Regions from separate parts of the Sus scrofa genome. Here region 2 is linked to region 1. Evidence: chromatin contacts called from public promoter capture Hi-C data. All regions are on one chromosome and are shown on one strand. Each heading gives the region's core, a stretch centred on a gene start, on an enhancer-like site or on the middle of the called end of the contact. The rest is flanking DNA. Distances are from core to core; before and after follow the strand shown.

Region 1 (6,342 bases), core at 1,276-3,775:
CACCTTAGGAGAAAGAAAATTTTCCTGACCTAAATCCTGTAACAGTTATCTTATATTTGGAACCTTATTTTACCAAATCAGATAATTGTATTTGTCACTTCTGAGATAGATACTAATATTTTTAAGCCAGAATTTTTAGTATTATTTGTAGGTTAAAATTAGATAACTGAAAAATTAGGACTGTTTTTTAAAATTCAATGTTAAAGAGGTAATCTCAAAAATATAGTTGGTTAATCCTGTTTTCAGTTTACATATCTTAAGAAGGGAATGATGGAGTTCCCTGGTGGCACAGCAGGTTAAGGATCCAGTGGTGTCACTGCTGTGGCTCTGGTCGCTGCTGTGGAGCAGTTGAGTCTTTAGCCGTAGACCTTCCACATGCTGCAGGTGTGGCCCCAAAAAGGGGGGGATGGAATAACTTGAGGTTTCATTAATATATTATTTTTCCCTAGTGTATTAAGCCTTGGTTTTCTTCTACAAAATCATATTCCAATTTTGTCACTAGTTTTTACCAGAAAAATAAAAGTTCAATAACTCAGAATTTTGTTAGCAATTTTCCTAAGTCATCCTCCCATTCATTCAAGGGTGCATTGAATGTCTAATATTTATCAGGCACTGCTGAGCACCAGTGATACAGAAGCAAAACATGATGCCAAAGTGGAATTTTTCTCTATTCTTAGGTTATTTTTTAATCTTTCCCCTCTCATCCTACCCAAAAATATTTTACTATTTTGAGGACATAATGTCTATCTTTCTAACTACTCCAGCACCTCTAATGAAAACCTTACACTTAGAAGGATGTACTTTCAGCAGTCATCAAAAGATATAAATATGTCAATAATAAAAGTTACCCTACTTTTAAAGAACCCAGATATCCTATCTTAGTGGGAAATAGTATGCTAGGTTTAATTTTTTTTTGAAGAAAGAAGAGAGGAAATAAGGAAGAACTGAAGGAAGGAACATCAGATGTAAAAAAGCTCTAAAATTAAAAACATTTAAACTGGAAAGTATCTATTCTGAGTAGTTGTTTTCTTTTAATAGGTTCTTCATCACTTTGATTCGTCTAGTCAAGATTCAGTGCCAAAAAGAAGAAAGTTTAGTGAACCAAAGGAACATATATAAAAAAATGATTTTCTTCATGTTTGCAAAGTTCTTCACAACATTTAAATGAAAGGACACTATATTACTATTTTAAGGTGTGTTTGCCCTACCACTGAAAACTTATAGGTAGTCTTAAGCAGTTAGTACACTGAAATGAATTCTTAGCTATCATATGATGATCTTTAATCTTATCTGAGACAAATTCAAGAGAACTTTTGAGTAAGAACAAAAATAACCAGTGTTGTAATTTATTCTGTTAATTATCTACTCAATTTGATCTATATTCCATTTGGTGGACATTTCCTTTAAACTTATATTAACTTTTAAGGCCCTCTTAAGCCATTTTTTGAAGTAAATAATGTTTATTTTGGTATTAAATTTTGATAGGAATTCATTTTTTACCTATGTTAAAACCATATAATTTAACTGCCTGTGTTTGTCATTATGTTGTTAAAACAATGTTATTCAGTACTTTGATATAGTGTATTAACATAATAATATATAATGTGCAATTAAAAATTGGTGCTTACTTTTTTAGCATTTTTTACAAGACAAAAAAGACTAAAAGTCTGACATTTTGGGTAGCATAAATAAAACATTGTTCAGCATCTAGACTCGTTCATGGCTTCTAATTTTTATTTAAATAGCAGAAAATGTTTAGGCACTAATTTTGACATCATTTCAGTAGATGTTACTTAAGAGTTGAGCACACTTCCTAGAACTTTTGGTAGTGTGAAAGAAACTGTGTTTTTAGTGAGAAATCTGGGATCTGATTTCAGACTTGACTGTTTCCTGTGCTCTACAAAAGGAAGACTTAAAACTTGTCTGTTTGCCTCTTGCAGTTTCAGCAGCCATATTCTAAAAACATACATTATCCATGAGCTCGCCAGTAGCAAGCACTAATAGAGAAAGTATGAATGCTATGGTAGAAATGTGCCTACCCTGTTTAATATAAACCAAATAAACGTCCACAAACTAACCCAGATCAGGTTTTTCTGGAGCAGGAAAGTTAGGGTTAAGCTAATTGTCGAAAACAGCCAATTTTTTAAATGTGTTCTTAGCTTTATTGGATCCCCAACTATCACACCTAATTGTCCCACTATACACTGCTACAGTAACACACCTGCTACACTGAAGTCAGTTGACCAACAGAAACCTTTGTAGATGGGCAGCTGGTGATAGCTCACGGAAGGCTTTGATTGGCCGGATTAGTGGGGGTGGGGAGTGCAGCCCTCTTTCCTCTCTCTACCAAGGTTCCTTCATTGGATTGACCAGCTGTCAGGTTAAACCCAAACCTGCCTCCTTTCGGTGGTGTTTGTCTGGATCGCAACACAATAGCCGGGGGGGAGAGCCTCCTCTTGTAAGCTCTGATTGGCTGAACTCAGCTTTGGAGCTTTCTGATTGGTCTAATGAAGAAACACCAAGGTAGGTTGCCTAGTGATCCTGAGGAAGCTGATGTGTTATTCCTTCTTTGCATCGAAGGATCAGGAAGTTTGTTCCCTTTGCGTGGCTGAGAAGTTTTTCACCTACTAGGACGGGGGTGGGGGGTGGGGGTGGGGACACGTGTCCTAAAATTGAGCTCAAGCTGCAGCCTGCCTTTGGCGGTAACCCAGGAGTAACGTCAGGTAAGCAACGGGGTGAATACATTTCCTAACATCCAAAAAAACCTCCAAGTTTTTTATTTTATGGGGTGAGGGAGGTTTTTATTTAATTTTGGAGCTATTGGTTTTTTGATTTTTTTTGGCTTTTTCCAAATAGTATTTTTAATTAGTAAATGCCCAGGGGCGATTAACTCCTCAAAGAAAATTTTTTATTTTTTTCCCCCAAAGATTTAAAATTTTTTGGATTGGATTAGGAAATAAACCTGTTCCTTATGCCAGATAGGCTTAGTGCTCTTAAGCAATTGTTTCTTGGTTCTCTTCCTCTTTCACTCTTCCCGCCTCCCACCAAGAGTTATTTGAAATATAGCCTTGTACAGAGAATCTCTTGTAAGTCACTTCATTTGTATTTCTTTTTAAATGTTCAAATGCTTTTCTGAGTATTCATTTTAATCAGTATATATTTATCGAGCAGTTACAACGTTAAAGACATTGTGCTAGTTGCTATGGAGAATATAAAAACCCAAGAAGACAATGTCCCTGCCCTCAAGAAGTTTACATTTGAGAGACAGCCATACCAAATGAAAGACTATAATAAATACTTTAAAGGAAGTAAGTATAAATAAAATTGTATGAAAGTACAGCTGAGGGAGAGACCTGTCCTGGCGATGGGACATATGGGTAATGAAGAAGCAGATTCACTTAAGAATAGGCCTTTGAAGAATGGGTAGAATTTAGAGAGGAAGGGAAAAGGGAAAGAACTTTAGCTTGTAAGAATGAGCGGAGGTGGAATTTAAGGGACATGTTTGAAAAATGGTTTAACAGTACATAATTGGGAATAATGGGAAGATTGCTAGAAGGTAGAATGGGATCCAGTCAGAGAGGCTTTTGAATGCATTCTTTTGATCTTGAAAAAGCTATTCTTTTCAATAATTGCTAGTTTAAAATATTATATTTCATCTTAAAAATTGGCATTTAGATTTATGTGAAGTATACTAACTTTATCACAGCTGATAATGCAGTTACTCTTGACTAGATTTTTACAACTGTAGTGCATGGTATAAAAAGGCTTGTACTTTCATAGTTTTGGTAATTGAGAAAGAATATACTAATCTTTTTTTTTTTTTTTTTTTTTTTTTTTTTTTTGCTATTTCTTGGGCCGCTCCCGCGGCATATGGAGGTTCCCAGGCTAGGGGTTGAATTGGAGCTATAGCTGCCGGCCTACGCCAGAGCCACAGCAACGCTGGATCCGAGCCACGTCTGCAACCTACACCACAGCTCATGGCAACGCCGGATCGTTAACCCACTGAGCAAGGGCAGGGACCGAACCCGCAACCTCATGGTTCCTAGTCGGATTCGTTAACCAGTGCGCCATGACGGGAACTCCAGAATATACTAATCTTTTAGCATTTTCTTGCCAGTACTTTTTGTTGGTAGCTGTTTGTGTATTCACAAGATGACTAGCCTAGGGATAGAGACAAAAGTTTTCTAGCTATATGGAGTTACCATACATGATCTTCTGAATGTTATTCTCCAGACTAGCACTCTTCCAAAGTGAGTGCATGAAATGAGTTATGGTCTTGGAAGGAAATATTAGAACGTGTATTTCTATTTAGTTTTTCTGAAAATTTTTTACTATTTTTGTGTATGTTTTATAATGTACCATTGAATAGTACATTATATGTAGAAATATAGAAATTATATGTAGAAATTATTGTATACTCTTCGGGGCTGAATGCTCCATAATTTTTTCTGCCCCATATTATTTAACTTGGGGAGAATCCATTATGTGAAAGAGGAATCACAATGATGGACATTCCCCCGGTTTATAGCTTATACCAAGAAGTCAGCTGGCTTAGAAGGTGATCATTTCTACTGATTTTTAAAATTACTGATTTGATTTCTTGTCAGTGCCTCCTGTAGAGTTCAACCTGTTGTACTTTGGAAAAGATATTGTGTTACTAATTTTCTGGTCATTACTGCTTTCTTTCTCCATTAAAGATTGTAAATATTTATTATCTGTATACATTTTAAATATACACACATGAATATTTAGATGTTTATTTACATAAGCACACATATAGATATATTTTCATCACCTCCAGAAACAGGTGAGAATGACCACTTTAACTCACCGGGCCCGTCGCAGTGAAGTAGGGAAGAACAATGAAAAGAAGGTGGAAAGTGAGGAAGACACTAACCAAGACAGAAGTCAAGACAATGAGGACTCTGGAGACTCTAAGGATATCCGCCTCACCCTTATGGAAGAAGTATTGCTCCTGGGACTGAAAGATAAAGAGGTAATGCACTTGGGTTTGCTAGGCTATCTCAAAGACTTAAATATTGGAATGTTTTTAGGAAGTAATCTGACAAAATAGTTTCATTATGCTAAATTTTCCTTAGAATTGTGTTTCAGCCATCTGGGGGATAGGGGAGTCTGGGAGGGTGGCTGATACTTGAAGGGTAAAATCCAGAAGTATAATTATGTGAAGTATAATTTAATTACAAAATTACCCTATAATTTTAGGAGCTATACACAGTGTCAATTGTTTATAGTTGTAGTTTCCCAAGTGAGATTGATGGTGAAATAACCTCTTATTAAACTAAGAAAGAGCACCACACACTGAAGTCTTCTTGAGCTTTGGGGAGAAAAATCTTTTAAATTAAAAGACAAGGAATGTGTATGATTAATTGTCTTATAAAAATAAACGAGTAGGTTTCTTATGATATAATAAGAATAACTTATTCTGTTCTGTGGATCTTTAGAAGTTAAATATCAACAACTGATGAGAATTATTAGAAAATGTTTTATGGGAGTTCCCTTCGTGGCGCAGTGGAAACGAATCCGACTAGGAACCATGAGGTTGTGGGTTCAATCCCTGCCCTAGCTCAGTGGGTTAAGGATCTGGCGTTGCCATGAGCTGTGGTGTAGATCGAGGGCTACAGCTCGAATTAGACCCCTAGCCTGGGAACCTCCATATGCTGTGGGAGCCACCCAGGAAATGGCAAAAAAACAAAAAAAAAAAAAGAGGAAGAAGAATACCCTTGTTTCTTAGACTTTACATTTTATTTTCTTTATCACTCACTTTTTCCTTCTCTTTATCTGCCATATCAAATCACCAATTTGAAGAAAAATTACAAGACTTGCTGTAGCCTGTGTGTTGTTAAAACTAATATTGGAAACATGCCCACATGTACTTGGCCAAGACACAAATATATCAGAAAATCTTGCCCGGAAGTGTATTTTCCTGTTTGCTGAGAAAGTTGGTGAGGCTCACTTTTATCAAACTCAGATAAATGAAAAAGCAAAATTGACTATCTCAGAGAATATCAGGGTAGGTCTGAAGATTAGGTGGTATAAATATTATTTTGAGATGTTTACACAGTGCCTAGGAAACACTCACTGACTATAAAAGAAGAGCATGTTAGAACTAAAGAGCTGTTTGGTTTGTTTTAATTTTGAATAAGAACCATTAATTTCCTGCTGAATCTAGAGACTAGAATTTTTGCTTTTATTCAAAGAGAAATTGTCTTTGGACTTGTCTTTGTGTATTTCTAAATTTATACTAGTTAATATAAAGATATAGGATTAAAAAATGAAGCTTATTTGGGGCTATGACCATAGTGGGTGCTCAACTTTTAGTGA
Region 2 (6,342 bases), core at 2,393-4,892, 650 kb after region 1:
CCTCTCACTTCTTCTTGCCATGTTTCCTTTTCTCACTCTCTTCTGCCCTAGTTTCTTGGCCCTTCCTTCTTTGTCCCTCTCCCTCTATCACCCAGAGCGCTGTGATCGTGATTTCAATGGCCTCCTCTCTTCACTCGTCCAGCTGCTTTCATCCCCTGAAGCCCGAACACTGCTTGGCTTCCAATCACTAGTGCAGCGAGAGTGGGTGGCGGCTGGACATCCCTTCCTGACCCGACTTGGGGGAACTGGGGCCAGTGAAGAGGTGAGAACATTTGGGGAGAGTATACTAAAGAAGTAAGGAAATGGAAAAAAAAAAAAAAAAAGAAGTAAGGAGATGAGAAAATTCTATAGTGTAGCTCGTTGGAGGTTAATTAGGTCCAAAGGGTTCTAAGGCTGAGCTGGGCTTGAAGAGAGACCCAGATGAGTGAGGGACCACAACCCCCTTACCTGAACTGAGATTTTCATTCTCCGACCTCCTTAGTGTCCCCTTGTTGCCCTGTCATTTTGCCATCTTCCCCGTTTAGGTCCCCATAATCCCTTCCAACCTCTTAATTTCCCTCTTCTCAGGCCCCAGTGTTTCTCCTCTTCCTTGATTGCGTCTGGCAGCTCCTCCAGCAATTTCCAGCTGAGTTTGAATTCTCTGAGTTCTTCCTGCTTGCTCTTCATGACAGTGTCAGGGTTCCTGACACCCTAACATTCTTGAGAGACAGTCCCTGGGAACGTGGAAAGCAAAGCGGACAGGTCAGTGACATCCTTTTTTGACCTGTTTCTTTTTCCCCATTAACACATACTCTCTGAAGTTTAGTGTTTATTATGCAAAGTGAAGTCTGTGGTGGGGAAAGTGGGGAGGCTGTTGCTCATTTCCAGGCCTAGACTTTCACCCTGATTCTTAGAGAAGAGAGTTTCATGATTTCTCTCTACACCTGGGAGAAAAATGGTATATTTTGTTTGTTTAACCATCCTTTTTCTTGTTTCCTCTATCTAGATCAACACCTATACACAAGTCTATACTGCAGGCTACTCCCAGCCCCCCGCTGGGAACTCTATAAACCCGCAGCTGTCTGTCTGGGACTGGGATTTACGCTATAGCAATGAACAGATACTACAATTCCATAATCCTGGCTATGACCCGGAACACTGCCCAGATTCTTGGCTCCCTAGACAGCAGGTAAAGTGTCTAAAGTTCCTAAATTCCTTCGACTTTCTCACAGGCTCATCCTACTAACGGGGAGAAGTGGAAAGACAGTGAGTTCCTCACTCTTTTTCTGTAACTGTCACATACAGTCCCTGACTGTCCTTAGGAAGACAGAAATCCTTCACGAAAGGCATCTTTTCTATCCTTCTCATCTTTATTACTCTTCCTATCTCACGCATACATTTTTATGTCTCCCTAAATCAGCTTTCATCAATCCTGAGGCCTAGTTTGTAGCCTAATGAGACTGAATAAAGAGTTCTCGGGGGAGGCTTATGGTTTGCTCACTCATGCAGTGTTGAGTGGATGGCAGATGGACATTCCTTCCTGACCCAGTTTGGGGAAACTGGGGTCATCAAGTTTCTAGGTTGCCAGTTGATTTTCCTTTCCTCCTTAGCCAAGCTTCATGGTTCCTGGACCCCCTACTTCTGTGTGGCTCTTCTCTAGAGGGGCTTTGACCCCCCTGAATCAGCTGTGTCCTTGGCGGGACAGTCCCTCTCTGCTGGCAGTCTCTTCCCGCTGGCTCCCTCGACCGGCTAGCTCCTCTGAAAGCCTGGCTGATCAGGAGTGGGGACTCCCCTCACATTGGGGAGCTTGCCCTTTACCCTCAGGACTACTGCTGCCTGGATATCTGGGACCCCAGATCAGGCTCTGGAGACGCTGCTACCTGAGGGGAAGGCCTGAGGTCCAGGTAAGAAGGCAAGACAGTGACTGGGAGTGGGAGAAGGGGCTTGACTGCTGACCCAAATGTCCTAGAAGAAACCAGATGTTTCCAGAAGTTGGAAAGGCAGTGGGCTGGGGATTGGGAAGTGAGGTACCATTCCTGTTGGGATCAAAGTGGAGAGGTATGGGAGTGTGGGGGAAATGCTTGTGGCTTATATCAAGTGGAACCTAAGGCATAGTTGGAGTAGGAAAGAATTAAGGATGCCAGAAGTAGCAGACAGAACTTAGAAGCAGAGCTAGAGCTGCAATAATAGTCCTCTCTGCCTCTCTTCACCCCCTCCCCAGATGGGCCTCTCAGCTCCCACAATCGCTGGCCTCCAGGATGAGCTATCCCATCTTCAGGAGTTATTAAGGAAATGGACACCAAGAATATCTCCTGAGGATCACTCCAAGAAAAGAGATCCAAATACCATTCTTTCCCAATCCCACTGAAATTGCTGGCTCTCTCATGGGCGGGGCAGAGAGTGGTCTGGGGTGAGGGAGAATTCTGTCTAATCCTTCAAATCTTATCTGGTTTTACTCCCTCAGCTTTCATATGCCAGCCTTTAAACAAGCTCACTGACTTGAGTTTCCATAGCTGATAGGTGGCTAACCTTATCCAACTCTTACCCTATCCTTCTTGGTTTAAATAGTTTCTTGTGACCTGAAGAATTAAAGAAACAAAACCAACAAAACCAATCCGGAATATGATTGCCCTTTTTTCATGCATTCCAACCCTTTTGGATGGAAATTTTGGATACTGAGCTGGTAAATTGTGAGGTCAGAGAAACAATTTGTCAGTGCCAACAAGATGGCCTACAGACCTCCTTCTCACCTCCCCCTGCTGCTCCTTTGATTCCAATTTCTATTTCTTCCCTTAAAGTTTTCTCTGGGTGTGGTGTGGCTATGGGAGACACCCAGTCTTTTCCAATTGTATATTTTTGTAACGGCATTTCTATTTAAGGAGTTCATTAAATCACAGTATTTATACACACTGCTGGCATTGTTTCTTGTGTCTGAATAAAGGAACCTAGGTAAGATAGTGATGGTGTGACTCAAGAGAGGAAGATACAGACCGAATTACTGCTAAGGAAATAAGGGGATGGTTCAGGTGAAGCTCTGCAGAATTCATAGTTTGGGTTCTCCCTGTGGTGCTGATGTGGCAAAAACAGACCCAGACGTTGTTGTTGGGGCTGGGGTGTGCTCTGGGGGTTGAGACCAAAGCCTCTGGACTTCAGTGTTAACCACTCTTCAGCGCTGGTCACACACACTCCCATCTCTGAGCCTCTGGTTCCCGTCACCCCCAATGCAATACTGACTAGGCAAGCTCAACGTCACTCCAGCTCAGACATTCCGCAATCCCTTCCCTGAGGAAAAATGAAAGCCCAGGCCAGGACTATGGGGCCCCATCTGTCCAAAGGCTGCGGGCCGGGGTGGACAGCTGCCTCCACGCCTTGGGCAGAAGACCCTTCTCTGGGAATCAAAGGAGGCCACAAAATATACGAAAAATATTGTTCTCTTAGCTCCTGAATTGACATTTTTGGGAGCAGCGTGATCCTTTAACTTCAAGCACTGCCTTAGGGCGTTTGAGAGATTCCGATCCGCGTTCCCCGCCCTAACCTGTCAGAGCGGCACTTCAACACAAAACCAAAGACCGCGGAACACGGTAACACCAATCACTTCAAGTCTCAGCGGCTCCTAAAATGGCCGCGGCCGCTTCCGGCTCCTCCCCTGCATAGGCCCCGCCCACCGCCTCTACGTCCGCCTTCGCCCCGGAAGTGGAAGTAGTACTGCGGTCAGGAGGCGGTATCGCTGCCTGGAGACGGCGGGAGGTCTTTCGCCATGGCTGCTGGGCCGATCTCCGAGCGGAATCAGGGTGAGTGGAGGGCACAAGTCCGGGATGGGCCCAGGGGAGTTTGGGGGATCTCGGGTTACAGCCAGCAGTGTTTCCGCCAGGGCGGGAGATTGGAGCATCCCAAAAGGCGCTAGACCGGCCTGATGCCTGCTGGGGCGGGATGGACGGGTGCCCAGAGGCTGAGGCCTGTAGGTGTGATGTTGTCTATGTCCCATCCCCTGCTGCCTTCCCACTCACGCACACAAAAAATTACAAAGAGAATGTGCGCCAGAACTTTAAATTATATTTAAGAAGATTTTGTATTACCTGGAATGGAGGGCGGTGTAGGGGTATAAGCTAACGTCTTTTTTTTTTTTTTTTTTTTTTTTTCTTTTCTTTTTCTCTTTGCTCCAATACCCCATCTCCACCCGCAACTCCACCGCCTGGGTTCCGACTTCATGTTCCCGTCACCTCCTTATTTCCTCTCATCTCTGTCCTAACCTCCTAACCCTGTCCTCCAGATGCCACTGTGTACGTGGGGGGCCTCGATGAGAAAGTTAGCGAACCACTGCTGTGGGAACTGTTTCTCCAGGCAGGGCCAGTAGTCAACACCCACATGCCAAAGGATAGAGTCACTGGTCAGCATCAAGGTGAGTACATGGCAAGAAGTGCAGTTATTTTTCATTTAATTTATTTTTTGGTCTTTTTGTCATTTCTAGGGCCGCTCCCGCGGCATATGGAGGTTCCCAGGTTAGGGGTTGAATCGGAGCTGTAGCCACTGGCCTATGCCAGAGCCACAGCAAGGTGGGATCCGAGCGGCGTCTGCAACCTACACCACAGCTCACTGGCAACGCCGGATCCTTAACCCACTGAGCAAGGGCAGGGATCGAACCCACAACCTCATGGTTCCTAGTCGGATTCGCTAACCACTGAGCCACGACGGGAACTCCCAAGAAGTGCAGTTATGTTTTGAGGAAACAAACTGCTCCTGGAAGGTCCCGGCAGTATTCACAACTGTTTGGAATAAGCAAGCTAAAGTTTTCTTTCTCTTAAACTCAGTTTGTTTCTGGAACCATTCTCAGTTGAAGTAGGATTATTTTTTCTTGTTCTTTGTACTTTAGAAGGTGAGTTATACCTCATTTTGAATCGCTTCACTTAAGTTAACTCTTCTTTTCCATTTCCCTAGGCTATGGTTTCGTGGAGTTCTTAAGTGAGGAAGATGCTGACTATGCCATTAAGATCATGAACATGATCAAACTCTATGGGAAGCCGATACGGGTGAACAAGGCATCAGCTCACAACAAAAACCTGGATGTGGGAGCCAACATTTTCATTGGAAACCTGGACCCAGAAATTGATGAGAAGTTGCTTTATGATACTTTTAGCGCCTTTGGGGTCATCTTACAAACCCCCAAGATAATGCGGGACCCTGACACAGGCAACTCCAAAGGTTATGCCTTTATTAATTTTGCTTCATTTGATGCTTCGGATGCAGCAATTGAGGCCATGAATGGGCAGTACCTCTGTAACCGCCCAATCACTGTGTCCTATGCCTTCAAGAAGGACTCCAAGGGTGAGCGCCATGGCTCAGCAGCTGAACGACTTCTGGCAGCACAGAACCCACTCTCCCAGGCTGACCGCCCTCATCAGCTCTTTGCAGATGCCCCCCCTCCACCGTCTGCTCCAAATCCTGTGGTATCATCACTGGGGTCTGGGCTTCCTCCACCAGGTAGAGCTTTCTATTCAGAATATGTTTGTCTTAAATTGGGGGGAGGGCAGGAAGAAGGAAAAAGAACCTGGAAAGGAGGGGACATTGAGTCAGTAGGTGATGAGAAAGGGGTTGAGAGGTAATGGATGCAGTGAGAAGAACATTGTTGAATTGTTCTAGCATTTTTTTTTGTTTTTTGTCTTTTTGCCTTTTCTAGAGCCACTCCCATGGCATGTGGTGGTTCCCAGGCTAGGGGTCTAATCGGAGCTGTAGCCACCGGCCTACACCAGAGCCACAGCAACGTGGGATCTGAGCCACATCTTCGACCTACACCACAGCTCATGGCAACGCTAGATCCTTAACCCACTGAGCAAGGGCAGGGACCGAACCCGAAAGCTCATGGTTCCTAGTCAGATTTGTTAACCACTGCACCATGACAGGAACTCCTGTTCTAGAATTTTGAAGTTGTCTAAGTTGCTTCTGACTTTAGAGAGCTGGAAGGAGGGGAAAAGAACTCATCTTGCCTAGAGGCCAGATTGGAACAGGCCCCCTAAAGGTACTCTCTTCTCACTATCATGAACTCTTTTTCTATTTTCTCTACAGGCATGCCTCCTCCTGGCTCTTTCCCACCCCCAGTACCGCCTCCTGGAGCCCTTCCACCTGGGATACCCCCAGCCATGCCCCCACCACCTATGCCTCCTGGGGCTGGAGGACATGGCCCTCCATCAGCAGGAACCCCAGGGGCTGGACATCCTGCACATGGACACTCACATCCTCACCCATTCCCACCGGGTGGGATGCCCCATCCAGGTGGGTTTTCTTTGCTGGGAAGGAGAGGGATTCTTTCACCAGTTATGCTGCTGTTCTCTGTCCTTCAACAATAATAGAGAGTCCCTTTCTTTAGAC

What was found. Promoter capture Hi-C pulls out the DNA fragments that hold promoters and counts their contacts.
Region 2: a promoter capture Hi-C map of fetal liver shows a contact between it and region 1, with 3 times the contacts expected there. The contact joins the promoter of SF3B4 here to the promoter of GOLPH3L in region 1. A contact is called at or near these places in 1 of 5 promoter capture datasets (fetal liver) and 1 of 47 Hi-C or Micro-C datasets (heart right ventricle).

The regions. Positions count from the first base shown.
Region 1 is chr4:98,467,942-98,474,283 of Sscrofa11.1, forward strand. It overlaps GOLPH3L (Golgi phosphoprotein 3-like), which reads left to right and starts at 2,526. Exons shown (of 5, transcript XM_013997188.2): 1 at 2,526-2,723; 2 at 4,802-4,996. The coding sequence starts at 4,814. It overlaps HORMAD1 (HORMA domain containing 1), which reads left to right. Exons shown (of 15, transcript NM_001194981.1): 15 at 1,039-1,709. The coding sequence ends at 1,119.
Region 2 is chr4:99,119,922-99,126,263 of Sscrofa11.1, forward strand. SF3B4 (splicing factor 3B subunit 4) reads left to right here and starts at 3,643. Exons shown (of 6, transcript XM_001926489.5): 1 at 3,643-3,770; 2 at 4,250-4,378; 3 at 4,915-5,457; 4 at 6,040-6,246. The coding sequence starts at 3,737. MTMR11 (myotubularin related protein 11) reads left to right here. Exons shown (of 17, transcript NM_001243446.1): 13 at 96-262; 14 at 568-741; 15 at 986-1,168; 16 at 1,590-1,883; 17 at 2,201-2,888. The coding sequence ends at 2,347.